6 separate regions of the Mus musculus genome follow, and regions 1, 2, 3, 4 and 5 are each linked to region 6. Evidence: chromatin contacts called from public HiChIP or PLAC-seq data. All regions are on one chromosome and are shown on one strand. The core of a region is the stretch at or near the end of the contact, and the rest is flanking DNA. Distances in the headings are between cores, read along the strand shown. Region 1 has its middle 460 kb from the start of Nova1. Region 2 has its middle 400 kb from the start of Nova1. Region 3 has its middle 170 kb from the start of Gm40416. Region 4 has its middle 480 kb from the start of Nova1. Region 5 has its middle 190 kb from the start of Gm40416. Region 6 holds the start of Nova1 (NOVA alternative splicing regulator 1).

Evidence for each region. HiChIP or PLAC-seq counts read pairs in DNA pulled down with a chosen protein or histone mark.
Region 1: a contact with region 6 is called in an H3K4me3 HiChIP or PLAC-seq map of neural progenitor cells, with 10 times the contacts expected there. The contact joins the enhancer-like site here to the promoter of Nova1 in region 6. A contact is called at or near these places in 2 of 484 Hi-C or Micro-C datasets (neural progenitor cells and stem cell-derived motor neurons), 9 of 115 datasets of contacts at active chromatin or transcription factors (the SCID.adh cell line, embryonic stem cells, neural progenitor cells and 3 more) and 2 of 9 other capture datasets (adipose tissue and pancreatic islet).
Region 2: an H3K4me3 HiChIP or PLAC-seq map of the SCID.adh cell line shows a contact between it and region 6, with 4 times the contacts expected there. The contact joins the enhancer-like site here to the promoter of Nova1 in region 6. A contact is called at or near these places in 2 of 39 promoter capture datasets (the 3T3-L1 cell line and hippocampal neurons), 5 of 484 Hi-C or Micro-C datasets (cerebellar granule neurons, cerebellum, cerebral cortex and 1 more), 5 of 115 datasets of contacts at active chromatin or transcription factors (the SCID.adh cell line, fibro-adipogenic progenitors, neural progenitor cells and 2 more) and 1 of 9 other capture datasets (adipose tissue).
Region 3: an H3K4me3 HiChIP or PLAC-seq map of neural progenitor cells shows a contact between it and region 6, with 20 read pairs. The contact joins the enhancer-like site here to the promoter of Nova1 in region 6. A contact is called at or near these places in 2 of 484 Hi-C or Micro-C datasets (the N1E-115 cell line and cerebellum) and 4 of 115 datasets of contacts at active chromatin or transcription factors (embryonic hindbrain, neural progenitor cells, neural tube and 1 more).
Region 4: a contact with region 6 is called in an H3K4me3 HiChIP or PLAC-seq map of the SCID.adh cell line, with 13 read pairs. The contact joins the enhancer-like site here to the promoter of Nova1 in region 6. A contact is called at or near these places in 4 of 484 Hi-C or Micro-C datasets (cerebellar granule neurons, neural stem cells, uterus and 1 more) and 10 of 115 datasets of contacts at active chromatin or transcription factors (the SCID.adh cell line, differentiating embryonic stem cells, embryonic forebrain and 6 more).
Region 5: an H3K4me3 HiChIP or PLAC-seq map of forebrain shows a contact between it and region 6, with 4 times the contacts expected there. The contact joins the enhancer-like site here to the promoter of Nova1 in region 6. A contact is called at or near these places in 4 of 484 Hi-C or Micro-C datasets (adipose-derived mesenchymal stem cells, cerebellar granule neurons, cerebellum and 1 more) and 5 of 115 datasets of contacts at active chromatin or transcription factors (astrocytes, embryonic forebrain, forebrain and 2 more).

Annotation. Positions count from the first base shown.
Region 1 is chr12:47,274,314-47,278,631 of GRCm38.p6, reverse strand. No RefSeq gene overlaps it. Among named protein-coding and RNA genes, the nearest start is that of Nova1, 460 kb to the right of the region's middle. Within about 2 kb of position 2,536, at least 15 of the 459 cell types and tissues checked have an H3K27ac peak or open chromatin away from gene starts, as enhancers often do. A contact at or near this core is called in the SCID.adh cell line, neural progenitor cells, neural stem cells and 2 more, where this site is marked.
Region 2 is chr12:47,217,276-47,221,844 of GRCm38.p6, reverse strand. No RefSeq gene overlaps it. Among named protein-coding and RNA genes, the nearest start is that of Nova1, 400 kb to the right of the region's middle. Within about 2 kb of position 1,789, at least 8 of the 459 cell types and tissues checked have an H3K27ac peak or open chromatin away from gene starts, as enhancers often do. A contact at or near this core is called in the SCID.adh cell line, adipose tissue and fibro-adipogenic progenitors, where this site is marked.
Region 3 is chr12:46,369,954-46,374,135 of GRCm38.p6, reverse strand. No RefSeq gene overlaps it. Among named protein-coding and RNA genes, the nearest start is that of Gm40416, 170 kb to the right of the region's middle. Within about 2 kb of position 2,200, at least 10 of the 459 cell types and tissues checked have an H3K27ac peak or open chromatin away from gene starts, as enhancers often do. A contact at or near this core is called in neural progenitor cells, where this site is marked.
Region 4 is chr12:47,293,848-47,298,091 of GRCm38.p6, reverse strand. No RefSeq gene overlaps it. Among named protein-coding and RNA genes, the nearest start is that of Nova1, 480 kb to the right of the region's middle. Within about 2 kb of position 2,606, at least 1 of the 459 cell types and tissues checked has an H3K27ac peak or open chromatin away from gene starts, as enhancers often do. A contact at or near this core is called in the SCID.adh cell line, where this site is marked.
Region 5 is chr12:46,397,892-46,402,420 of GRCm38.p6, reverse strand. No RefSeq gene overlaps it. Among named protein-coding and RNA genes, the nearest start is that of Gm40416, 190 kb to the right of the region's middle. Within about 2 kb of position 2,685, at least 87 of the 459 cell types and tissues checked have an H3K27ac peak or open chromatin away from gene starts, as enhancers often do. A contact at or near this core is called in cerebellar granule neurons, cerebellum, cerebral cortex and 3 more, where this site is marked.
Region 6 is chr12:46,816,912-46,821,123 of GRCm38.p6, reverse strand. It overlaps Nova1 (NOVA alternative splicing regulator 1), which reads left to right and starts at 2,357. Exons shown (of 5, transcript NM_021361.2): 1 at 2,357-2,508; 2 at 4,095-4,212. The coding sequence starts at 2,373.

The sequences.
Region 1 (4,318 bases), core at 1,287-3,786, 460 kb before region 6:
CAGACTAGGGTTCCTTTAATAACTCTTCATGATTTCTTAATTCCTTTTATATAAATCTTAACTCTCCAGCTTGGCTTTACAAATTGTATTTAAGTGCATGCATACACAAGCATACCAAAACAATTCACATGCACACACACACACACACACACACACACACACACACACCACATGCCAGCACACATTTTCCTAGGGACTATGCAATTTAATGACTTGTTCTGCAATGTAGTCACTTATTTCTGGCATCATGGGATGTCTTTGTCTCAGATAATCTGTCCATTCTTTTGTTTGACTGAAAACTTCTGTCCAAAACCTTCAGGAACAGGGCACCTCTTCAAGCACTATTCTTTCATACATTTCAGTCATCTCTGAGCTCGGATGTCATTACCGATCATTTATATTTTGATTTGAATCTAATTCCCATTGTTTTTTTGTGTGTATGCAAATGTTTACTGCAGTTTTAATCAGAGATAAAATTGCAAGTTACTCCAAATACTTCAACACATATAAGAATACTAAGCAGCTTTTATAAGGCTCAATGATAAATATTTCTCCAAAGAAAACTGAAGTTCCTGAGATAGGAAACGCCTTCATTAGTGAATAGTTTGCAAATATTGGCCTGTGATTTGATAGCCAATTCTGAAAAGTAGTAACCAACAAAATCTATTTTCAGGATGGTTCATTTTCTTACTTATACTTTTATTTCTATGATAGAGCCATTGAAGCACTTAAATTATAAGCAAATTTCACCATAAGCTATACCTTAAATACACCCTAACTTGAACGTTAAACTATCCACAAAGCATCTAGCCTTCTCTCTTCCTACACTGAGACTGAGAATATTGCAAAAAAAGTCAAGAACAATGTGTTCTTGGGAAGTAATTAAAAGGCAATTTTCATTATGATGCCTGGAAAAGTACTGGAGTGTTCTCCTCAAGATTTATAGAGACATGACCACAATCAATGCTGGAAGTAACTTAAGAGCTATTTGTAACAAACGCTACCAGACTATGACAAGAAAGAAAGAAAGAAAGAAAGAAAGAAAGGAAGGAAGGAAGGAAGGAAGGAAGGAAGGAAGGAAGGAAAATAGGAACAAAAATTGACTCACAATAAGTTTAAGGATTTGGGCACTATGATATGTAGACAAGTTAGTGCTACAAATCTTTACAACATCCACTTACACTACATTGATTTGGATCCCAGTTTTAACTTATAGTAAATATCATGATGCAGATTAAACACACCATCTTGACTGTGTACAATATATTGAAGTCTTACTGTCTGTAAAAGTATCTTACATATGTGTGAAAGAAAATTAAATTTTATTCTGTTTTTGTGATGCAGGTGAAAATTAGGAAATATTAAATTTAATATTTAAAGGATAAACCCTAACCTACAATAAAATAGTTGCCTGTAGTTTTATTCAAAATAACTTGAAATAGAGACTTTAGCCATTGTTTGATTGAGGTTGTATAAAATTGATTGTGTCTGAATACCATCGATTGTTAATAATAACTATACAAAATAAAAATGAAGAATATCTCTTAAAGATATCAACAGCATTTCAACTATTGCTGAAATTGTTTTATATTTTCTCCCTACTGATTTCTGAAAACAGCCTGTGAGTTCCCACAAAGCAAAGACTTTATTCCATTCTTTAAATGGTTATCTGCCCCCACGAGGGGATCTAGAAATCTGGTTCGGTTTGCTGTGATTACTTCCCCGTAATAACTCACAGGGAACTAGAAAACTCTGATTCAATGTGGGCACTGATGAGAAAGTTCTACTACCTGATGCTATATCCCTGTGGAGACACCTAATTCAGAAACTTCTGGCATAAGTTATTGATTTCTTTTTCCCTAAATTTGGTCAATAGAATTCTCGTTTTTATATAGTCATAGTAGGTAAGCTGTTAGAATTTTATTTTTAATAATTTATCTATCGCAAGCAATTAAAGATGAAAACAAATCATACAGCTGAGCAGAATCTCTGGTTTGTATTTTGAAGGCTTTCATTCTATGTCCAGAGATTTTATAAATTTTTAAGTGTGCTATCACTTTGATCCTGGAAAAATCACTATGGGTTTGGATTTTGACCTCAGTTTTATAGATTAGGACAGTAAACCTTCAAAAACTTAGTTTAGCATATGGCAGAGACAAATCCGTCAATAACCAGGATCTTAGGCAGGTTAACTATTAAAATTTAGAAAAAAAGAATTCATGCTTTAAGAGAATTATAGAAAAAGAACTGAAAGGCAGAGAATCCTGTCTTTGTTTTTTATTTGGGGCTAGAATTTCTTAACATCTCCTTGATGATCTGTGTAGGCTGTGAGCCCACGTACAGCACTGAATCCATCTAGCACCTGTGCATGGGCTGAGTCATCTGTGGATACTTCTCACTGCTTTGAAAGACTCCAGTGCCTAGAACAGAAAGGACTTTCAGGAAAAGAATGGCATTGACTTGACCTCTTCCCCAGCTGCCTGAAGAGTAGTTCACACACAGGTCTAAGACTGTTTGCCCATCTAAAGGAAGCTCTGGATGAATGGCCCATTCATCAAGCCAAAGTCATCAATTCAGACTTGCTTTCTGTGAGGGTCTCTATCACTCCTCAGCGATGTCAAAAAAGCCCAAAGTTGTATAAACAAGACAACTCTGTCCTCCAACCTATTGTGTGCAAGAAAGCTTACAATGTCTGTCTGTCTCTTTGTAGGGTGCTATGATCCGCTGCTAATGAAAAGATAAATAAAGGCATAAAGGCATATGCTAATGAGGAGCCAAATATAAACTGAATGTAAATAAAAAGGGAACTTCCTTGTCATGAAAATTATTTTTGAGTCCTTTTCCTCTTTTCTCTCAAGAATGAAAATATTCATACCATCGTTTCATCTCCCCTTCAATGGAGGTTTTGAGAAAATACAAAATTGATATTGTTAATATTTTATAACTAGGTACACATGAGCAAAACTATATAAAACTGGATATGTCTAAACAGTGAATACGAAAATTATGTACATTTGCTATCATTTACTACTTCATATATTTGATTATGACTACCCAATTAACAATGGAAAGCTTAAACCTTTAAATAAGCAGTATATTTCATTCACAAGTATTCAATGTGACAGTCTGTAATTTCTAGTAAGGAAACAGAAACGTAAAATACAATTTTTCTGTGACTTAATAAATGACTCTAAGAGATGCCAAATACAATTTTTTTTATTTTTAGGAAATTTCTTGTTTGAATTTGAGAAAATTTGTGGGGATGGTAAACATCTTCAGAAAGTTATACAATGAATAGTGGTATCTTCTAATTTCTACATATTTTCTTCATAAGATACCTCATGACTTTCCTATGAATATTCCATCTGTGGGTCTTTATGTACACTGATCTTAGAGAGTGAATGCATTAAAATGATTCAAGAAAAAAATCACAAATATACTTTTAGGTATCCCATAGTTTATTACTTGTGAGAAAATTTATAGACAAACATGAAAATGAAAAAATTTTATTGTGTTTTACTTGAGACCTTCTGGAAATATAGAATATAAATACATGATAATATTTATAGATCTTATAGAATTATCTACAGTCAACTTAGGATAATAATGTGGGCAAATAATTTGCAATGCTAGAAGCCAGGTTCTTTCTCGCAATGTCAAACCATGCTTCCCAGACTCATTATCATTTCTGAATAATGGCAGAATAAAATACAGGAAATGAGCTATATAGAGATGCTGTCTACTATCCCACACAGCAGTATGATAAACAGTAGATGATGACTTCTAACTCACTCCTATTCTGCCTGTGCTACCAGGCACCCAAAATTGTAAGGAAGATCAGCTAAGTGCTGTTCTGCTCATCACGGAATGTCTATCTTTAGACCTGAGATTGAACTTATGGTTGCACTGAGGCTAAAACGTCATTCAGACTCTGTTAATACACCAAGGCTTTGCATTTCATAATAGTAAGTGACAACAGTTTGTTCCCTATGTATGGTGAAAACAATGGCAGAACAGAAATTCCTCTTTATTAAACCAAACTGCAGATTGTTCGGACCTAGAAAATTGTAGAATAAAGCACAAAGAGCTTACAACCTTCTCAATAACAGAGTCTCTTTGACCCTTTCTTGCCCTTCTCTCTCCCACCTCTTTTTAAATTTTCATTTCATTTCTTTTTTTGAGACAAGTTATAGAAAGTAGAAGCACCCTCTCCAAAAGGCATGTCATAGAAACTCCTTTTAGCCATAGGAAACCACAAAATCTAAGGAAACAAATCCACTGTAAATTACATTTCTGTGTAAATGGAAACTATGCACAA
Region 2 (4,569 bases), core at 540-3,039, 400 kb before region 6:
AAGGGTGGCCATTAGTCCTGCAGAAGTTTGATGCTCCAGTGCAGAGGAATGCTAGGATGGTGAGGTCAGAGTGGGTTTGTGGATGGAGGAGCATCCTCATACAATCAGGGCTTAGGGAGGGAATAGAATAGAAGTTTTGAAGAGGGGAAACTAGGAAGGGGGATAACATTTGAAATGTAAATAAATAAAATAACCAATAAAAAAAACCAACCAAACAAAAATCTTATTGGTCTTAATTTCTACATATTCTAAGGTGCACAAAATATCCTTGATGTGTTTTCTTCCTGTGTCAGTTTGTCTCCTCATATGGCACTGAACTCATAAGCTAGAAACCACATGCCTTTACCGTTAGTATTTTATCCTCTGTATTTAATGATCTAAACCTGCGTTTTTTTTTTTCTTCAAATTTTACAGGGACTATTACAAGTACTTAGATATTCAAATCCTTTTTGAACCACTTCAGCTATGTACCATCCTTGAAGTCACGGAGGGGATCTATACTGGAAAGTGGTTCTATAGACAGCAGAGACAAGCCTAGCATGGCTAGATCCAACTATAGTAGTTCATGATTTGCTTTATAGCCTGGCTTCTCAATTACAGCCTCATCGCATGCCTTAACACAGAGCCAGAAATTTTAACTGTAAAATAATTTCTTTGTACAAATGTAGGAGACATTGCACATGCTAAATTGTGCTCGGCATTTAAATCTTTGAAATCTACCAGTAGGAGCGTGTCATTCACAAACAAGAGAATTAAGGTCATTCATGAAGTAATTTACTTGACTTAATACACACACACATGAGGCTTGATGACTTTACAATAAATAAATATACTTGAAAAAATATGATAACTGGAGCTCAGTTATTGGCTTTGTTCAATCACGTGGGATTCTCACATTAAGGTGTCTTCACTGTGACACTGAGTCTTTTTAAGAGGATAACAAAAAAAATGCATGCGTGTTATCTTTTCTATATTAGACTTTTTAAAAACTTAACCAAAGAAATTTGTGATTAATGGCAGTTGGAGCTTATTGGACTTGAAGGACAAATACTTGCTTCACCAGTTAAGGGAACGAGCTCTCATCAAAATGAAAAAGTACAGGGCAAGAGGGAACAGAGAGAGAGGAGACGGTGAAGCTGTAAGGATCCGCTTGACATGATGAGCTGAACTGTTAACTATCCATTTCCTGCATCACAAACTCGACACAACCTTTGTCTGTATTAAAAATAATGGAGTTGTTCTAGAAGAAAAGTATAAAAGTTCTCAAATTAAGCCTCTCTATTTATTTTTATAGCTCTGGCTGCTGTTATCCCAGGCTCTTCCCAGAAGGTGTTTCACAGTGTCTTTCACAGATAGGAAAGTTTCCTACCTACACAGTTACAAATCCTCCCCTAACGACCCAGGCTGGCTGTTTCTTCAGGGACTGTGCTTCATACTTCAACATGAAATTGAGACTGAACTTTTTATTTGCTGAAAGGTAACACAATTTTCTTTCCTACACCGTGGTCTCATTCTTTACCTTTGCTTTGACCTCAAAAGGGTGGGAGCCTCACATATTTCAGCACCGGATTGTCTGTGAACTGGAGAGAATCGGTCTTGCAAAGGAAGCAGAAATCCTTTTCTGTGGAAGAATGCCAAGTAACAATTCCGAGATGACATGTTGCTCTTTGCTTTAAGTTGGAAAAAAAAAAAAAAAAAAAAACCCTTCCTTTTTGATAGAAACAAGCAGTGTGTGGCAGTGTGAGCTAGCTGTTCATACAACCCTGCTTTTCAATTAATTTTTTTCAACACAAAGAAAGAAATCTGAATAAAACAAGAGGAGGTTACCAAGTGCCTGGAAATAGTTGTATGCTTAATAGGATGCTTATTGGAAAAGCAAAATACATGGTTCATAAATCATATGGAAAGATTACTAAACAAAAGGTATGTCTTTATTGAATACGTAAAAAGATATGTGAACATGCACATAGTGTGCAGAGAGATTTACTGTATTTGCAAACTTAAAGTGTCCTCTTCCTCCTCTTAGAGCCCCAGAGAAGCTCCGTTTGCAAATCTGCTTTGGATGTGCTGGCCATTATAGTAAGCCAGCTCAGGGACAAAGCACGGGGACATCCAGAAAAATAAAAAGTGACAGTGATTTCTAGAACCCACTTAGGGTTAAGAACTCAAAAAGAAGAGGAAATATACATCATTTAAATGTTTCTTCTAGTCATAAAAACCCTTTCTCTTTCCCGAATGACCTTGTAAAGAACACTTGTTTGTTTACAGTCTCCAGGGGGCAGTAAAAGGAAACATACTACTTTGCACAATGTTCCCCAAGCCGTTTACTGACCTTAAATGCCTGTTTGATTTGGCATGTTCATTGGCTAGTACTTTTCCTTCAGCTAGTTCACTGGATGTCCTGATCTTTCTTCCTCCTTCCTGCCTTCTTAGACACAGAAGTTCCCCATGACTTCACAATATTTAAAAAAAAAAAAAATTAGGATGTTCATCTAGTCCTGTGATTAATAGGGTATTTTTATACTAACTAAAAATATTTCATAATTTTCATTTTCCAAACAACATTTTTACATTTCCAGAAATATTTACATAATTAATTTTCTGGGATGCATCCTAATGCTTAAGATTGCTAGCCATGAATTTGAAAGATATCAGCGGAGGGGAAGTATATGGGAGAGTTTCCAGGGAGGAAAGGGAAGAGGAAAATTATGTATTTATCAAATAATCTCAGAAAATATTATTAAAAATAAAAGTCACTTTGGTAAGGTACTATGCTTTAATATTTCAATCTCAGTAATGGCTCAGGTTTCTTTTCTGCTCACTGAAACTGGATGATCTTTTCATTGCAGATCATTTGTTTCTGAAGTCAGCTAAATTATATTAAATCACACACACACAAAATATGCACCCTTGTACTAATTTTAAAACCTTGCTGAAAAGTTTTAAGAACAATAAAAAGCAATGTTGGAAATAATGAAGTCAGAGGACAGGCATTCTTTGATCACGGGACTTAAATTATTTTCACAGTAATCAAGATACTGTGCTATTGAAGAAAAGTAGATACACAGATCAATGAGACAAAGCAAGAGTCAAAAAATAGATCTTTACAAACACAGCAACCTGACTTCTGGCAATGGCAGAGGAAATTCACTGGATAGTCGTAAGTTTTGTCAACAAATGATGTTGGAGCAACTGGGTAGTTATTTACAAAAATGCATTTCATTTTAAATTCTTCTTAGAGAAGCCAGATGACCCCCCTCCCCAGGACAAAGCAACTCCTGGACTCTACTAGTCTTGAAAATGAAAGAAAAATTAATTTTGGTTGATAATATCATCATAAACACTCAGTAGAAAAGTGTGGCAAGCACTAACATGATTGATTTTTATAACAATTTAAAGGATACAATCTGAAGACACTAGGCTTAAATCTGTATGTGATGTTATCAAGACAGCTACTTTTCACTAATAATGCTCTTCTTGATTATACTGCTCAGATGGAAGACATCATGACTGTCCCTCATTTAAACACTAGCACACCTACTTGCAAACAAAAGGCTATTATTTTAACTCAATATTTGAATGATGGTTATATATATATATATATATATATATATATATATATATATATATGTCATTTATGGGACACTATATACTAATTTTAGTCACTTGAAGTGCCTTAAAGTAAATAGATCCCAGATTCATCTTTCTCAAGTTGAGCTATGGAAGTTTTACAAATTAAGGAGGAGTTCAATAGATAGAGGTTCTTAAGAAACCAGCAGGGGATTCCAATGGAGTTTGATTGTACATTTAAACATTCTTGTGTTCTAGTATCTTAGTTCTCTATCTGGGTCTTGTAATGGTAATAACTCTTAACCTTACATCTCCCTACCTTTCTTTCCAGACCCCAGTCAAGGACTTTCTTTCAATAGAACTTCAGATATAACCACTGGAGGTATGTCCTGATTGTCACACCCTGCTTTCCCATTCCGCTGGAAGCAGGAAGAACCATCCTACATCCCATAATAGCACACAGGGTGCCCTCTCTGTAGGAGAGGATGATGAGGCTTAGAAACTACCTAGGCCATTTAGGGTGAAAATAACCCAAAGAAAATAACCATCTTCTTTTTTTCAAAAAGCCAGAAATATCCTTGGGCTTCTTGGAAGCTGTGTGCTTGCCAGAGTGGAGATACAGAAAGTGTTTGAGGCTCTGATCCCTGATCTGGTTCCTGAAGGATTTTACAGTTTCCTCTTTGGACTTAGGAATGTTAGAATGACAATAAGTTTCCACTGAAGGAAAATAGTCATTCAAGTCAACAGAATAGACTCTCTGGCCTGCAGGGACACCAAACATGTCAGCTGGGTGGGGTCAGTCATCAGGACAAGGGAATGAATGCCTCTAGAAAAATATGCTTACCCTGAGCCATGCTAAGGAGATGAGCAGAATAATTATCCCTTAGTGAGATAGCATACTTCTTCTTCTTCACCTCCCACCCCTTATAATCAAGCTACCAACAGGTTCATCTGGAATCTACGCATCTTTCTAGCGCAACATTTCCTTTAGCTTTTGTC
Region 3 (4,182 bases), core at 951-3,450, 450 kb after region 6:
GTGAGGAAAGATGGTTTAAAATTTTTGCTTTCATTGAGAAGGGTATGGAAGCCTTAGTATAAATGTAGGGCTTGGGAATTCTTATTTAAAGTATGCACAACAGAGAAGCTTTGACATATAAACCATAAAAATATATAACTATCCCAACTGTGTTATTTGTAACAGTGGCTAAGCTGGAAGCATTCAATGTGTCCATCAGCCAGACAACAGGGAAATACATAATACTTTCATACAATGAAATAATCTTGATCAGAGAAAGCTACTGCTATGTTTTGTAGTGACTTCCCTCTAGCCGGGGTGTATTTTTCTTTCAACCACTCACTTCACCATGTTGTCCTCTAAAGCATCAGTTAGTGAAGCTGACACTATCCCTGCTGTGTATTTGTTGTGCCATTTCTAGTCCCCAAAGCTTAGGATTTCTCTCATCTTCACACTGTGCAATCTGTCTGACCACCCGATTCCTCACCAGAATCATGTTCCCTGTGCGTACTCCTTACCCCTGAGACTCAAATGCTGAGAATAGTTGTGGCATAGAATAGGTAGTCATTCTGCTTCTCGTCTTCCTCCATCTTCTCTAATTCCTCTTTTGTGGGAAATGATTTAGTAGATTAGATTTTCTTAATAACTGACTGACAGAGTCTTGGGAAAGCCACTTAATCTTTTTGAGTCTCAGTTTCCTCGTCTATATATTAATGCTTGCATTGGATATGTGTCACGGTACTCCATAGTGAGGAGAGACTGGGAAGAGATGAGTTCTCTCCTCACAACTGACTAGGTTTTAATCTTGGGAAAGTCACGTAACCTTTCTGAGCTGACTTTATCTATACTGGCCCTTCCTCAGAACATTTGTAACACTTAATTCATGCCTTTCTTGAGACTTTAATTGCCATAGAAGTTGTATTATTCAACAATTCATTAAAAATGTAGGGACCAACTCAATCATTTTAATGGAAATTGAAGATGATCATAATAGAGGAAAGGGGAAGAAAAGAAAACTGGGAGAGAGCAGTTAGCTTTTTCTGATCTCAAGATATGTGTCAGAACTGTGCCAAGTATTTTCATAGACTGTCACCTCCAAGGAACCTGTGTGGAATGAAGGGAGAGGGGGTTCTGTAGGGAAGTAAAAAGCCTGGCTGAGGAGGATGAAGGGTCTGGGAAGACAGGTTTAACAGTGTCATGCCAGGAAAATGTGCCTTTGTAGCTTATCTCAATACTTCACAATGCCATTGGGATAAGAATGTCTTCTTTTCGATTTAAATTTGAAATAATTCAGAGTACAACTTTAAAAAAAGAATTGAAGAAATCTTTTACCAAAATGTTAAGTATTTCAATAGCTAGAGAGAGGATAATGAAAAGCAGATGGGAAGAGTTCAAAGCAATGATGGCAAACACCAGAAAACAAAACAAAGCAAAACAAGACAACTGAGCTTCTGTGCAAACCCATGCGAATTATGAGAGCATTTATGAAAACGATCATTAAGCTAGAATGTGACAAATCTTCTCTTTTACTATACTGTTTGGATTTATCGCATGGTCGGTAGAAAGATTTTAAGAATATTCAGATTGTGAGATTAATAAAATGGTTCTCACCATCCTTTACTGGGACTGACTTCATGTTGGTGGTATGTGGGCTCAATGAAGGGAAAGGACTGCACACAATGAGGCCAGTCCCTACTGGGTGTCTGACATGTAATGGCATTTGCTGAATCAATTGAACATTATAGATATATTTGCATTTTTTTTGGTGCAGTATCACCATTTCAATTAGTGTCTGGAGACCTTGTCCCAGAGTACTACGTACTCTTTCCATTGCTAATGCATGTAACAGAAAGAAATAAAGGAAATGGGCATTTCTAGTGACTTTCAGGCTTGGCATACCGTATCCTTTCTGCCTCATTTGAAATGCAGAAATTGAAAGTCAAATTTGAAAGGTAGAGAAGATTGCATTGTTATTAAATAAAATGTCTCTTGAGGCCGAGGATGCAACAGAATGTAAATACTCATTTGTCAGCAGTGTGGCATGAACCATCTTAAAGTTTTACCTTCATTTCTTTCTAAACTCATGGCTTTTGGAAATAGAAGCAGGCTTTTTGTCTGAAGTGATCTTTTGTTGACACTTGTGCCCTAGTGGAACTGGCATCCCAATTTGTGATTGGGCACCCAGCCAACTTGCAAATGGGTATGAGCACAGGCGGCCGTCTTTGTGGCTGACATGCCATTGATTCTGCAGGATGTCAGGCTAGTAAAGTTGAATGGCCGTCTGTCCCCAGCTTCTGTGCTTGCCACTGAGGGGGTGGGCTGTCATGAGTCCATCTTTCAGCTCAATTAATTCTAAAAAATAAAAATTACCTTCTGCAGCAAATTAATATGCCTAGGAAATCAGAATAGGTGTGCCCCCAAAAGAAAGCAGCAGAATCTTTCTCTTTGTGGCTGCAGCTATAAAATAAAATAAAATCCAGGCACTACAAAAAAATAATCACAAGCTTCATTTTTAATACTGTCTTCCAGAATGAGCAAGTTTATAGAGTATGGCTAAATGTTCCCGTTGTTTGCCAGAAGAGCAACAGAGTCTAGGACACTGCCGTTTTAATATTGAGTCTTTAAAACTATTATTCAATTAGAGAAAATTATTAATAAAGAACAGAATGCCGTCTCTGTTGGCTCTTGAAGTCAAGTTACATGTGCTTCCTGGGATGGCTCTCAAATACGGTCTTTTGGACCATGTCCTGAGGCACCCAGAAAACCCACTTATGCGCTGTGTAGTAAATGGCTAAGACATTTGGGGTTCCAGAGATCTATGTCCACTCCTGTTTACATGCACCCCTGATCCCTAACACTGTCACTCCATGAGGGTAAGCTCTCTCAAACCAATGAATGGTGTCCATTTCAGTAGTATCTTATTGGAGGAGTTCTGGAAATATGGAAGAAGGGGATGCCAAGGAAAAAAGTTGCTTAATGAACTGCCATGTTGTATCTAACACATAAGGATATTACTTTTTGAGCTTTTATCAGGTAACATATGGCTGTTTGTATTCAGCAGGTCCTCCTAATTCCACAAGACTGTTATTTCTCTTGTCTGCTTCCACATGCTTTGCTTACATCACTGATGACTCTCTAGATGCATGGATTTCCCTTCCCCTGGATTGCACCTGATGAACCCAGAGACAGTATCTTGTTCACCAGTGTAGGCCAAGGGTCTATGAGATTGTTTATAACTTAGTAAGATCTTGTCAATGGGTTACTTAGTTTAGTGTTTATCACAACTCAATGAAAAATCATTGCACTGAAATTTAGATGAGAAAATTTAGGTTTGGGGCCGAGAAGATGGATAAAGCATACGCCTAGCCAGTTTGGGTCCTGGAGTTTGGATCCTCAGCACACACACTCATAAATTCTAGATAATCATAGTGGCCCACTTCTTATCCCAGCACTTGGAAAGTGGAGATGGAGGATTCCTGGAGAAACTCTACTAACCAGACTACTATATCGGGGAGCTCAGAGCTCAACTGAAAGATCCTTTCCCAATAAGCAAGGTGGGGAATGATTAAAGAAGTCTCATGAGGCTAGCCTTGGGCTTCTATATACATGGTCACACATGTGTACATGCCCATGTGCATGTACATACACAAGGGCACATATGAAAAGACAAATATATTCACATATATACACAAAAAGACATTCAGAATGAATAGGTTCACATGGCTTTAAATACTTCCCAATGTCAAAGGACTTATAAAAGGGAGAGCCTGTATCAAAGTCCAAGTCTAACCTGGACTATGTTTTCTTCTGCATAATTCTGCTGTGATTTCACCACGCTAATGATGTGCTGCCTTGAGCCTATTGAAAGTACCTGGAATGAGAAAACTGTCCTTGGAGATAGGTTCAGAGAAAGCCACCCATCTGACACCTGAGATGGAGAAGTTTCTGGTCTTGTGTTGACCGTGTTAATGCTGCAATGCTGATCCTGTTCTATGAAAGTGCATCCCCGAAGCTTTATGTTTATTTTCAATATTTCATTTATAAAAATAAACTCAGTGCCTGGACAGCTGGGAATATAGGCAAACAATAAGATATCATACATTTCAATTTCAACATGAGCCAGAGGGACTCTATCAAATCAGGCAAAAGCCTGACTGGAGAGAAGGGATAAATTTTTATCAAGAGAATATATTAAAAACAGAT
Region 4 (4,244 bases), core at 1,357-3,856, 480 kb before region 6:
AAAGGTATATTCTTTTGGGTTTGGGTGAAATGTACTATAGATATTTGTTAAGTCCATTAGAGCCATAATATCTGTTACTTCCAATATTTCTGTTTAGTTTCTGTCTGGATGACCTTACCATTGGTGAGAATGGGGTGATGAAGTCTTCTACTATTAATATATGAGATTAAATGTGTGATTTATGCTTTAGTAATGTTTCTCTTATGAATGTGGGTGCCCTTGCATTTGGGACAGAGTTGTTCACAACTGAAGTGTCATCTTAATAGATGTTTTCTCTGATAAGTATGAAGTAATTCAATTCCCCATCTCTTTTGATTAATAATGGTTGTAAGTCTATTCTGTTAAATATTACAAAGGCTTCACTAGTTTGCTTCCTGGGTCCATTTACTTAGAAAGTCTTTTTTAACACTTAACTCGTAGGTAATGTGTATCTTCAGTGTTGGTGTCTGTTGCTTATATGCAGCAGAAGGATAGACCTATTTTTGTATCCATTCTGTTAGCCTGTGACTTTTTTACTAGGAGAGTAAATCCATTAATATTAAGAAATATCAATGTTTAATCATTTTAAATTTCTAATTGTATTTTGTCATTGGCGATGGTAGTTTTGGGGGGGGGTGTTGAGACTGTGTGGGATACATGAGTGTGTGTATGTGTGCATGTGTCTGTCTCTGTGTGAGTATATATGTGTGTGTGTGTGTGTGTGTATACTTCCCTTCTTTTGTTTTTGGCTGGTATGAGATATTTATTACCTGTTATCATGAGTATACTTAATAACTTTGGTTGGAATTTTCCCTTTAGATCTGTAAGGCTGGCTTTGTGGGTAAATATTGTTTGAATTTACTTTGTCTTGGAATATCAAGTTTTCTCCTTTTGTGGTGCTTGAGGCTTTTGTTGAGTACAATAGTGTTGGCTAATATCTGTACTCTCTTAGAGTCTGCAGGACTTCTGTCCAGACACTTTTCCATTTTAGAATCTCCTTTAGGAAATGAGGTGTAATTCTAATAGGTCTAAATTCATATGTTACTTGGCATTTTACCATTGCCACCTTTTTGTTCTCTATGTTTAGTGTTTTGGTTATTATGTGGTATGAGGACTTTCTATTTTGCTCTCATCTATTTGGTGTTCTGTAAGTTTCTCGCACATTTATAGACACATCCATCTTTAGGTTAGGAAATATTATTCTATGATTTTATTAAAATATCTTCCTAGTACTTAAGTTGAGAGCTCCTCCTCTTCTTCTTCCACCTCTTCTTCCTCCTTCTCTTCTTCCTCCTCCTTCTATTTTTAACTATTCTTATGCTTGGCTTTTTCATTGCATCTCAGATTTTCTCTATGTTTAATGTCAGAAACTTCTTAGTCTTAACATTTTTTTGACTGATTTATCTATTTCTTCCATTGTATCTTTAATGCCTAAGGTTTGACTCCCATCTTTTGTATTCTGCTGATAATAGTAGGATCTGTGGTTCCTTTTCCTGTACCTAGATTTTTCATCTCCCCAGTTTTTTAAAAGTTGATTCTATATCCATTTTCATGTCTCGAACACTTTCCTTTAACCATTTATTTGGGTTTTTTTCTAGGCTTTCTTTAAGGGCTTTATACATGTACTACAATTTTTTGTTTATGTTTCCCTACATTTCCTTAAGAGATTTGCTTAAGAATCTCTATCATCTTCACAAAGTAGGTTTGAAAGGGATTTTCTTATGCTTCTGTTATGTTGGATACTCTGAGTTTGCTCTATTAGGATAGCTGGTTTCTGATGGTGTCATTATAACTGACTATTTCTTCTGGCATTCTTATGTTGGGCTCAAGATGTCTGGGTTTGTGGTGATTGAAGGTCTAGGTATACATTTCTGAGTATATTTTTGTTGGATGGATATTTTGTTATTTTGTTTTGTTTCCTCTCTGATCTTCTGGTCAGTGTGCCTGAGATTTTCCCAATCTGTGTGTTCTCTTGTAGACTGGTGAGTCTCCATCCCGGGTAGAGGCTGAAGAAAGCCTACTGGGTGCACACAGACAGGTAATAGACACTGAGAGATTAGCAGAGCATGATAGGCAGGCAGCCTACCTGAACTTCTAGTGAGGCTACTTTTGTATAGAGTAGGGTGTCTTTGTCCCAGTTGCTGTCTGGGACATGGCAACTAGGAGAGTGTGCAACTGGAGGATATGGCCAGAGTCTCTAAAATAGTGAGATAATGGGAGAATTTAGGAGGCAGCCTACTTAAACTACTCCCAGTCTGCAAGGTCTCTAGTAGTATAGCAGTATAGCGAGTCACAGTCAGTAGAGGACCAAGAGACTAGGGATAAGGTAGGAGCATGTAGAGAGAGTGAAAGAATTGGAAAGTTGGTGGGAGCAGGTAGCCAAGCTGGGCTTCTTCTATCTCCCAGTCTGCCAGGTTTCAAGTAGAGCTAGGAATCTCTGCTGCTGGCTAGTCTCCACCTAGTTAGAGCTTATGGTATGGCTACAAGAAAGATCTAGGGCTGAGGATAATATGGTAAAGGCCAAGAGTAAGACTGTTTAGTAGGCAGGCAGGCAGCACTTATCCTAGTCTCCAAGGTCACTAGTAGAGTGGGAAGTCTATGCTGCTGTGGGAGACTGGGGTACATCAAGTATCAGGGCAAGATAGGGAGGCACTACGATAGTGAGAGAGTGGGGAAGTTTAGGGGGAGGGCAGTCTTTGTGAACCTCTCTCCATCCGGTCAAGGAGTGTTTCTTTCATAAAATTGGGTGTCTGTGTTTGGGGCATAGATGTTAAGAATTTGGATTGAAAATGATAATTAATCTTTATTTAGTTTTGAGCAGTTTATTAGAAAACAGTGAAGAAAAGCAAGTTATAATCCCATGCATATATCATTGTTACCCTTTAAGTTGTCATAAACCACAGGTAAAATAATGTATATCTGTGTAAAGTACAGATACCTAGTAAAATACTAGACATGTTCTAAATGTCTGGTATTTAAAGCTACCAACAAATTGGCCAAAAAGACATTTAATCTCTGTATCAGTTACATTTTTCTGTTGCTGTGATAAAATACCATAACCGTGGTTATTCTGGATCAAATAATCTTTGTGCTCCATCAGTGATCTCTGAGATAAACTCAAAAATAATTCATTTAAAAAAGAATTGATAAAATCTTGCTAGTGTATGCAATGGTGTCAGCATTTGGATGCTGATTATGGGGTGGATCCCTGGATATGGTAAATGGAGTTTGTTACAAAATCTAAGGAAAAAAAAAAGAATTGAAATATCAGCATGGTGGATTTTCCCTTTGACGATTATGCAATATCTTTCCCTACCCCTTCTAAGTGATTTTTATTTAAAGTCTATTTTATTAGAAAATAAAATGGCTACAACCATGAATTTCCTAGTGTTGACACTTACACTGAGGTAATGTCTACCCTGATGTTGAGTTTGATCCTTGGATACAGCAGAAGGATCTATTAAGTCTTCTCATCTATTCTGTTGGTTTCTGTCTTTATTGGGGAATTGAGACCTATGTTATTTACAGGTATCAATAACCAATGATTATTCATTCCTGTTATTTTATTGTTATTGCTGCTGGTGGTGGTGATGGTGGTAGTGGTTTGTGTGTGTTTGTGTGTGTGTGTGTGTGTGTGTGTGTGTGTATGCGCGCACATGCACATTTGTGCATACATGTGCATGTGCATGGGCGCATGCATGTGTTTTCTTTTGATTTTTTTGTCTGAGATTATTTCTATGTTTTCATGGTTGTAGCTACCTTATGTAGAAAGGCATGTTGAAATACCATGAAAAATCACTTTATATTTTTCAAAAAGCTAAAGTAAGAGGCAAGTTGAAGAGGTGACTCAGCCCTTTAGAGCACTTTCTGTTCTTACAGAGGACTAAGGTTTGTTTCCCAGCACATACATCATGGCTTATAATAACTTATAATAATAAACATGGTGTGCATAAATATATGGAGAGAAACACTCATATACATAAAATATAAAAATTTTAAAATTAAAATGAATAGCTTTAGAGTTTCTTCAAATGTTCTGCATTAACTATACTATGTCCAAATATTAGTAAATAAAAAGTTAATACTTTTGCATAAATATTTGTGGAAAGCTTATTCATGACAATACAATCTTAAAACTGACTCTCCCCGATGTATAGATGACTAATACCTTAACAATAAACCTATCAGAATATTAATTATCTATGTATAGACCAAGTAATTGAAACACGGATAATATAATTAACTTTAAAAATATGCTGATGACA
Region 5 (4,529 bases), core at 1,436-3,935, 420 kb after region 6:
ATATAAGGATGCACTATGAATTCTGAGGGGCTTCGTGAATCTGAAGAAACACTATGAGCCAGCTTGTCACAAAGGTATAAAGCCAGGCAGATCACTGTGTTCAAGGTCAGCCTAGAACAGAGTGAGGTTAGGCCCAGGTGTGGAAGAAATTGTCATTTCAGGGCAGGGTCCCACCCAACTAGTTTATGGTTTATGCATAGCAAAGGTAAACAGATCTCTCAATTCTTTTGCACGTTAAGAAAAATGTATGCTTGCTGACTTTTAATAATTTGAGTAAATGAGTGGATTGATATGTAAAATAAAAGACTGGACCTGTGTTCTGCTGGAGATGAGCTATCCAGAGAATTTGTCAGGGTAAAAAGAGAGAACTGCTGTGAGAACACACACACACACAAACACACAGGCACACACATACACACACAAACACACAGGCACACAGACACAGGGACAGACAGAGACAGAGAGATATAGAGATAGAGACAGATACACAGACAGACAGACAGGCAGATACACACACAGACAGACACACACAGAGACAGACAGATGCACACACACACACAAACACACAGGCACACAAACACACACACATGCAGAGACAGAGACAGAGAGATAGAGACAGATACACAGACAGATACACGCACAGAGACAGATAGATACACACACAGAGACAGACAGATACACACACACACACACACACACACACACACACACACACTCAAAGAAGCAGGGCATGAACAGAGAGAGATCTCTTAGAATAGTAAGCACGCAGAACTTAGGCAGAGAAATCTCCAGAGAGAAAGCAGAACATAGAGAGAAGCAGACTGGAAAAGCTGTATCAAGCAGAACACAGGTTGTCAGCCTGGATCCACAGTTTGACTTTGAGTCATTCTTTTCATGGCTCCCAGACACCCCTTCTCTCAGAACCCCTCTTCATGCTGAGACTTGACGATTATTTAACATCTTAAACATAACATATATTTATATTACAGGACACCAGATAATTTCATAGCACTTCCATTGCTTTGGGTATTATAACTTAGAGGTGATTAAAAGTATATGTTCACAGGGTGTAATTAGATACAGTATTTTGTGTAAGTCATTTGAGTATCTGGACTTAACCTTTTGGGATACTCAAGGTTCATTGACTTGCTGATAGAGCTGCAAACAGTGTCTACCCCTAGTGCTAAGATTTCAACCACAAGCAAAGGTGTGATTCCACCAAAGTTCACTCAGAGGAAACAATGAATCTAATAGGCTTACTTCCAGAGCAGTGGGTGAGGGGTTTCAGATGGGAGCAGATGTGGCAGCTACATTAGAAGGTCTGGACCCATGAGGGATGATGGCTTCATTGAAGAAACTCTCTCCTCATCCTTCTCCTGCTATATGCTCTTGATCCCCTCCCAAGACCATGGCAGGATTGTATACACGTGGTTGGGAAGGGTGGCTGGATACTTAGGTGAGCGGTTAGCATCTCTCACCCTCCCTGAATGCTGCTTCTATAAGGGAAAAGAAACTGTCAACAGGCCAAGCTGTCTTTCTGAGCAAAGTCCTGGAGATGTTTGCAGTTTAGCCACACACAACAGTGGCACAGTGTCATATTGACACAAGTGAATACAGCAGCAGTTTGAGTGTGACTCAAATTAAACTGGCTGAAAAATCAGGCAACAGCTCGATGCTCCCCAGGACTGTACAGGCTTCACAGTCACTTCCTTCTTCAAAAGAAAATCTGAATATATTTAATACTTCAAATATTACCTTTAGAAAGATGGGTCCTATGACACTACCAGGTAAATTATGTAATTTTCACAAGGTGTAATTGGTTAATTTTTGGTTATATTCATTTATAATTGACTAGCTCTACATTCCGTTTGGGCATTCAAGAGAATGTGGGAGCTCACCAGGCCATGCATTTAATTGGTGAAAGAAATTATGAAATAACATATCTCAGAAACTTTAACAATAAGAGCATTGGGGTAGCTTTAATGGAAAACAGGACATTGCCAATTTGTAAATAGAGTTTAAGATTTTTTAAAAAAGGTATTTGGGAAATGGGACAAATTGATTGTTTTAATGCTTTATAAAGTTCTTGTTCAATTTGATGTGTTTAGGAAGTAAAGGGGGTGGGGACATTAAATACTTTAGAAAAATCAAGTGGTACCTAGTAGTTCAGAGTTGGGATCCCAGCATTAGTAGAGGGTTAGGCAGGAAGGGATGAGTTCAAAACTAGTCTGCAGAAGACTGGCTCCAAAACAAAGCAAGTCTCTAAAGCAATTATAAATAGAATTTTAAAATCTTATGGGTTTGCTTAGTCACACACACACACACACACACACACACACACACACACACACACAGAGAGAGAGAGAGAGAGAGAGAGAGAGAGAGAGAGAGAGAGAACCTCTCTCACACACAGAATCTCATATCTTTAATGACTGAATTGTTTATTTTGGTTCCCATTTTTTCTTTAAAATGTGCTTAATGCAGTGAGAAGTGAGGAGTCTGGCAGCAGCCCTGGCAGCAGCGGCAGACGCTTGGATGCTGTTCTCTCAGGCGAGGGCAGGACAGGCATCAGTGAGGTTCCTAGTCCACATACCTGACTGCAGCCAGGGCTGGGGAGACCTGGAGACATAGTAGTTCCTTCCTTCCCAGGGTGCGGGAAGCTGGTGTCCCTGGGCAGCCGCCTTGACCTATCTACCCAGGCTGGACCCGCCCTTACGCCCCCCTCCCTTGCGCGCGCCGAGAGCTGCGCACCACGAACTGTCAGCGATCACTGATTTATACAACCGATTTACCTTCTACAGAGTGTAATTATGCTCATAGTTAAGAATTAATCAGGTGAAAGAATTATGGAATAATTATTCTCCGGACTTTGAAGGACAAACTAAATGGAGTTGCACGGTGCTGCGCACGCCCGCCCGGAGTTCTAGGGGGAGTTTTCTCAGCTTGCTGGGGCCTTTGTAAAAGAGAGATCTCTCCATAAGGATGACTCCCGGTCACTAAGCATGAAGGGGCGTGAGGATGTTACAAAAGAATAAAACAAAAGCAAAAGCAAACCTTCACACGGCCGGTTATCTGTGCGTGCTTCTGACCGCAGTAGCCCAGCGGCGCCACATGGCGCGGTTCGCATTGCGGAGCACCTCATTGTTTGTGCTCCAGGTCTGCCTCTCAAGAGTGGCTTAGCTGATTTTCATTTTCAGAACAGTCCACTGATTAGACGCCTACTCCTGTATTTTTCCTTTGTGGTAAGGAGTCTGCTAGCTAGTTCAGATTATTTCTCAAATAATGCATTGCTCACTCCATACATCCATTTCAGAGCTAACGTTTCCAGTTGGTAGAATTGTGTGTATTCCTCTGAGGACTTCTAGAAGCCCCATGACAAGGACCTTACAATCAAATCACATGTTTTTGAATAAACGTGACTGCAACAGAAGCAGGCAAAGGAGCAAACTGAACGAGATTATCTGTATTATTATGCTGTACCTGAAGCAGAGCATACTGTCTCCCTGACAAGATAAAAATCCTCACAATGGTTCCTAATCAGAAGGAAGAGCCTCCGCCATCCATACCCTCAATCTTTTTTTTTTTTAATTATTCAAATGGGTACAACAGGAGAGATCTAGTCAGGTGGCTCACGAGTAAAGGTGCTTGTCACCAAGTCTGAATGCCTGAGATTCCCTCCCTTGTACACACAGGCAATGTAAAGAAAGAACTAATTTTTTGATGTTCACATGTGAGTTGTGGCAGACAATAACTAAACAAACAAACACATCATCTAAGCACACAAACAGCATAAAATACGTTCTGAAATTCCTGAAGCAGTCTTGTATGGCATCTTTCTTCAGGTTTCTGGGTCCTTCATGTCCTTTCCTTGCTTCTGGGAGCGTCTACTATCAGACCTTGGATTACTCTTCTTGTGAAGGTTGAGGAGATCCTCAATTGGCTGGCTCTTGGTCTCTGAAAATATCTTGTTCTCATGAGCTGATCATCAGTCCTTTGTTCCCTACTAAGCAGAACTTATATACTAAAAGTAAATTAAGAAATCTCATGAAGCTGCCTAAAGGCAGAATTAGGATCTTCAAGTATTCCACAGACCAAAGCAATGTCCCTGTGAATTTCTTTTGTGCACATGAAAGAAAAAAGAGGGCGGGCATGGTGGCGCACGCCTTTAATCCCAGCACTTGGGAGGCAGAGGCAGGCGGATTTCTGAGTTCGAGGCCAGCCTGGTCTACAAAGTGAGTGCCAGAACAGCCAGGGCTACACAGAGAAACCCTGTCTCGAAAAAATTCAAAAAAGAAAGAAAGAAAGAGAGAGAGAGAGAGAAAGAGAGAGAGAGAGAGAGAGAGAGAGAGAGAGAGAGAGAGAGAGAGAGAGAGAGAGAGAGAAATTCTGTCAATCGTGCAGGTTTGAAAGAAACAAACACAGACACTTCTACAGGTAATGAATCTTAGGGCATGTTTCTCAACATTGGCTATGGGGGTCACACTCCCATCCTTAGTTCCTGAGTGGGAAGGGTGGAAGCCCACACCCAT
Region 6 (4,212 bases), core at 1,108-3,607:
AATCCTCTAATTTGGTCATGGAAGCATATTATGGTTTCTTTCTACGTTACATATCAAATCAGAATTTGGGAGTTTGGGTATAAACTATTATTAACGTATGTTAACTTACCTGCTTTCTCTTTCAGCCTTCAGCCCACCTTTATTTAGCTATTTTTCAGTTGAGACAAATGAGTCTTTCACACTTGGGAAGAACCCTGAGCCTAACCCTAATCATTGTTGTCTTCCTCCTTAATAGTCATCCGCCGTTCACCGCTGCAGAAAGCAACCAAAATCCCCATGCTTCCTAGACAGGGAGTCAGGAAAAGGTTTAGATTCTTTTCCATTCCTTCTTTCAATCTATCTGATCGATTTTTCTCCCTCTCTTTGAACCAGATGCAGCACATTCTTTGTTAGAAGCCCACATAATCACACTGGAGTCCCTTTATTGTTAGCTTAGCCATCTTTTAAGTGATGTTCTCCGGTAGGGAGTATAAAGAACGTTTTCATTCTAGAAACCTGGTGAATACGTGCCCGCCTTTGTATGTCTAAGAACATTTACCGTAAATATGACGTCTATGGATCGCGTGAGTCTAGAGAGTCCAACAAGTTGCAATCCTTGTTTTAAGCAGAAAAGAACCTGTCTCTAAATTTCTGCAGTCGGCGTTCAGAATGACATAGTGCCCAGTCTGAAAGATTCGGGGATTGAATTAGTAGTTTACTGGTTATTATTTTTAGGTGAGTTTGGATAAATAGTCTCTTCAAAATGATACAGCGTCGCAAGATGGGACAGTACTACTATAGACTGTACCGAATGCAATGGATAGTATGTAAAGTGGTAAACATTTAATGACTGACATAAGGGCTTTTTCCATGACACACTGTCAGAACAGCTTGATTGGGTTTGAAATCAGTTTTTCAGACTTTGGCTTTTCCACTAACCCGGATTCCTAGCATCAGGACTTAAAATACTAACTTGATGCATGACCTTGAACAAAATACCCTGAGTCACTTTCCTTATCTACAGAAGGACTGGACTAGATAACCTCTAGGGTCTTTTATAATGCTAGCTTAGCCACACTTCCCGCATCCCCCTCCCGCCCCCTCCAGTGTGGAAGGGCTGAGGATCAGGATCCTGAAACCGCCCGAAGCTATGTAAGTCGTGGGTGCCCAGATGCCTTCATCTGTGTTTCGTGCAGTGTGTGAAGCTGCGTACACCCTCAGCTGTTGCCTCTTCAGTTTGCCTCCCGGGTCCCTGTGGAGACCACATATCGCTTTATTTATTTATATCCTGGCTTGCTCCCGAAAGCACATAAGGCGCCAAGACACAGTAAGTCCCCGACAGTGTCACACGGTGCGAGAAAGAAATCCTCTGATGACATCTCCTTTAGAAAACCGCCTCCCAGAGATGCTAATGAATGCCTTTTGCCGAACTCTCCGGGTCCCAGCTGGGTTTCTGGTCTCCTGCCTGAGCCGTCCACCCCTCCCCGCGGTCACTCAGACGCCCTTCCCGGACTAGCCCAAACTGTCACCACCAAGTCCCAGCTGGACCAGGATCCCGCCCGGCTCCCTCGCTCGGCTGTCATTGGCTGCTGCTGCCGTCACTCCCCGCACGGCTCCGCCTCCCCGCCTAGCGCGTTTTGTGGACCCCTGGGTTTCCGCGGCAAGCCGCTGACGTTTGCCTGAGCGGCGTTGCCTGGGCCCCGCGACCTTTCACCCCGCCTCCCCGCGGGAGCGCCCCGGCCCGCTCCGCGCCCCCGCCAAGCCCGCGCGCCCCCGCCAAGCCCGCGCGCGCCCGCCGCCCCGCAGGCGGAGACTCCGGCGCGGAGGCCGGCCCCGCGCGGCGCGTGTGGGAGTCGCGGCCCCTCGCGGCCCCCGCCCGCCGCCCCCCACGCGCGGGAGACACGATGAGCGCGGGCGGGCGGCAGCGGCGCGGAGCAGCGCAGGCGGCACACGCGCCCAGGCAGCGGCGGCGGCGGCAGCAGCGGGAGCGAGCGCCGCGTTAGCCGGGTCCGCCGCTCCGGCCGCCCGCGGCCGCTCCTCCTCCCGCTCATTCACTCGCCCTCCTCCCGGCCGCCCGCGCCTCCTCCGCTCATTCACTCCCGCTCTGCCCGCCGCTTTCTTCTCCTTCTTCACCCTCCGGCTCCCACACCCCCTCCATTCCCGCTCCTAGCCGACACTGCACTGCAGCTGCTCCGCGCCCTGCCCCCTCCCCAGTGAGCACATCAGCCACACTGCTCGCCGCCTCAGACTGCTATTGATCCGATTAAAGAAAAAAAAAAAAAAAAAAAGAAAAAAAAAAAAAAAACCTTAGCAACCCCAAACGAGAAAAAAAAAAAAAAAAGCCAAAACAAAAGGGAGCCGCTTCTCCCGGTGCAGCGGCAGGAACTGCAAGCATGATGGCGGCAGCTCCCATTCAGCAGAACGGGACCCATACGGGGGTTCCCATAGATCTGGACCCGCCGGACTCGCGGAAAAGGCCGCTTGAAGCGCCCCCTGAAGCCGGCAGCACCAAGAGGACCAACACGGGCGGTGGGTATCGCTTCCGCCTCCCGCCCCGTCCCCGCCGCCCTCCCGCGCCGTGGCCGCTGCCGCCGGCCGTCCCGCGCCCCCTCCCCTGCACCTGCCCCGGCCCCGTCTCATCAAGATGGCGACCCGGGGTTCTGAGCCGACCCGCTCGCCCCAGCCGGTGCTGGCCCCGGCGACAGGGTCCGCTCCCAGGGCCGCCCCCCGCGAGAGGTGATGGCCGCCTGAAGATGCGCGCTGCATTTAACAGTCTGATCAAATAAATAAATAAATGGCACTTGGGTAGCGGCTTGCAGATGCTGGGGGCACCGGAGACTTTTGCCTCTGTTCATCCCCTTGCTCTGGGCCACAAGTAGTATGCAAAATCTTGATGAGTGCATGCCCTGAGCGCACTTACATGGTCGGTACAAATATCGCATTGATTTGTCTTCAAGGGTATGCATACGAGGGGGGTGTCTGGTACGGTGACTTGTTAGTTAACATCCTGCGCTTCCTCGGAAGATGAGTTATAACGGGACCGCTATCGCTTCTTCATTTGCACTGGAGTCATCTTAACAATGCATCCAATGCATCGAAGCAGAGGTGAATTTATCTCCAGCATATACATTAGAAATGGATGGGGGTCTTGTGAGTGGCACATCGCAAAAAATTCGGAATACTCGTTCCCAGTAAAGAGCTGGATTTACCGCGAAGTTTCCTATTTAAGACGTGATCAGGTTGACGGAAACTAAAGTTTATGGAGTTGGCTTTATTTTCTGAAACATTTCATTTTTCTTTTTTTTTTTTCACGGCTCATCGAACCTCCCCCCGCCCCCGTCTCCGTTTTATGGTTCTTTTGGAGATGGAGCGTTATCTATTTGGTGACTTTGGAGTGTATTTAGAATAAATAACTCGTAAGCTTTTTAGTATTGGCAAGATTCTTCTTAAGGTCTTTTAATTAATGAGCTTAGCCGAGATCATAGTAGACTTAGAAGTGCCGCGGAAATACATCGGGATTACTTAGATTCTCAGTCCACCACATTGACGCTTTTTTTCCCCTTGGCAGTTTCTCACGGCTTGGAATACTCCCTACAGTTTGGGTGGACTATTTTGCAGGAAGATGGTTGTTTTGTATACTTAAAGTCGGATATAGCCAGTGATTAATTGCAGTCTTTTATGTTTGCTATGACAGACAAATTTAGCGGATCACTACTTACAGTGTTGGATTTTTTTTCATCTTCAGTATGTTAAGTGAAGGTTTGTCATGTTCTAAATCTCTGAAGTTTTGTTAAAGGGTCAGTTTCTTTCATTTTGCCATGGTAACCACAGAATTGGAAGACTTTCATGTTTGGAGTAACAACTGGAATTTACTCCCCAGTCTCTATCGTACTGCAAATTGTTAGAACGTGTGAATCCCGAAAACTGGGGAAGATTTTGTAAATGCTTGTTTTTCAGTGTAATTGGTGGTTTTCATTCCTTAAGCATTTTAAAGTGCTGTTTTCTGCAATTCTACGTCCATTGGTTTAGTTGATGTTTTCTCTCTGGAGGGTGGGTTGGGGATTCAAAGTTTAAAATGATCATGTTAATCAAATGTATTTCTTTACATTTTTCAGAAGACGGCCAGTACTTTCTAAAGGTTCTCATACCTAGTTATGCTGCTGGATCTATAATTGGGAAGGGAGGACAGACAATTGTTCAGTTGCAAAAAGAAACTGGAGCCACTATCAAGCT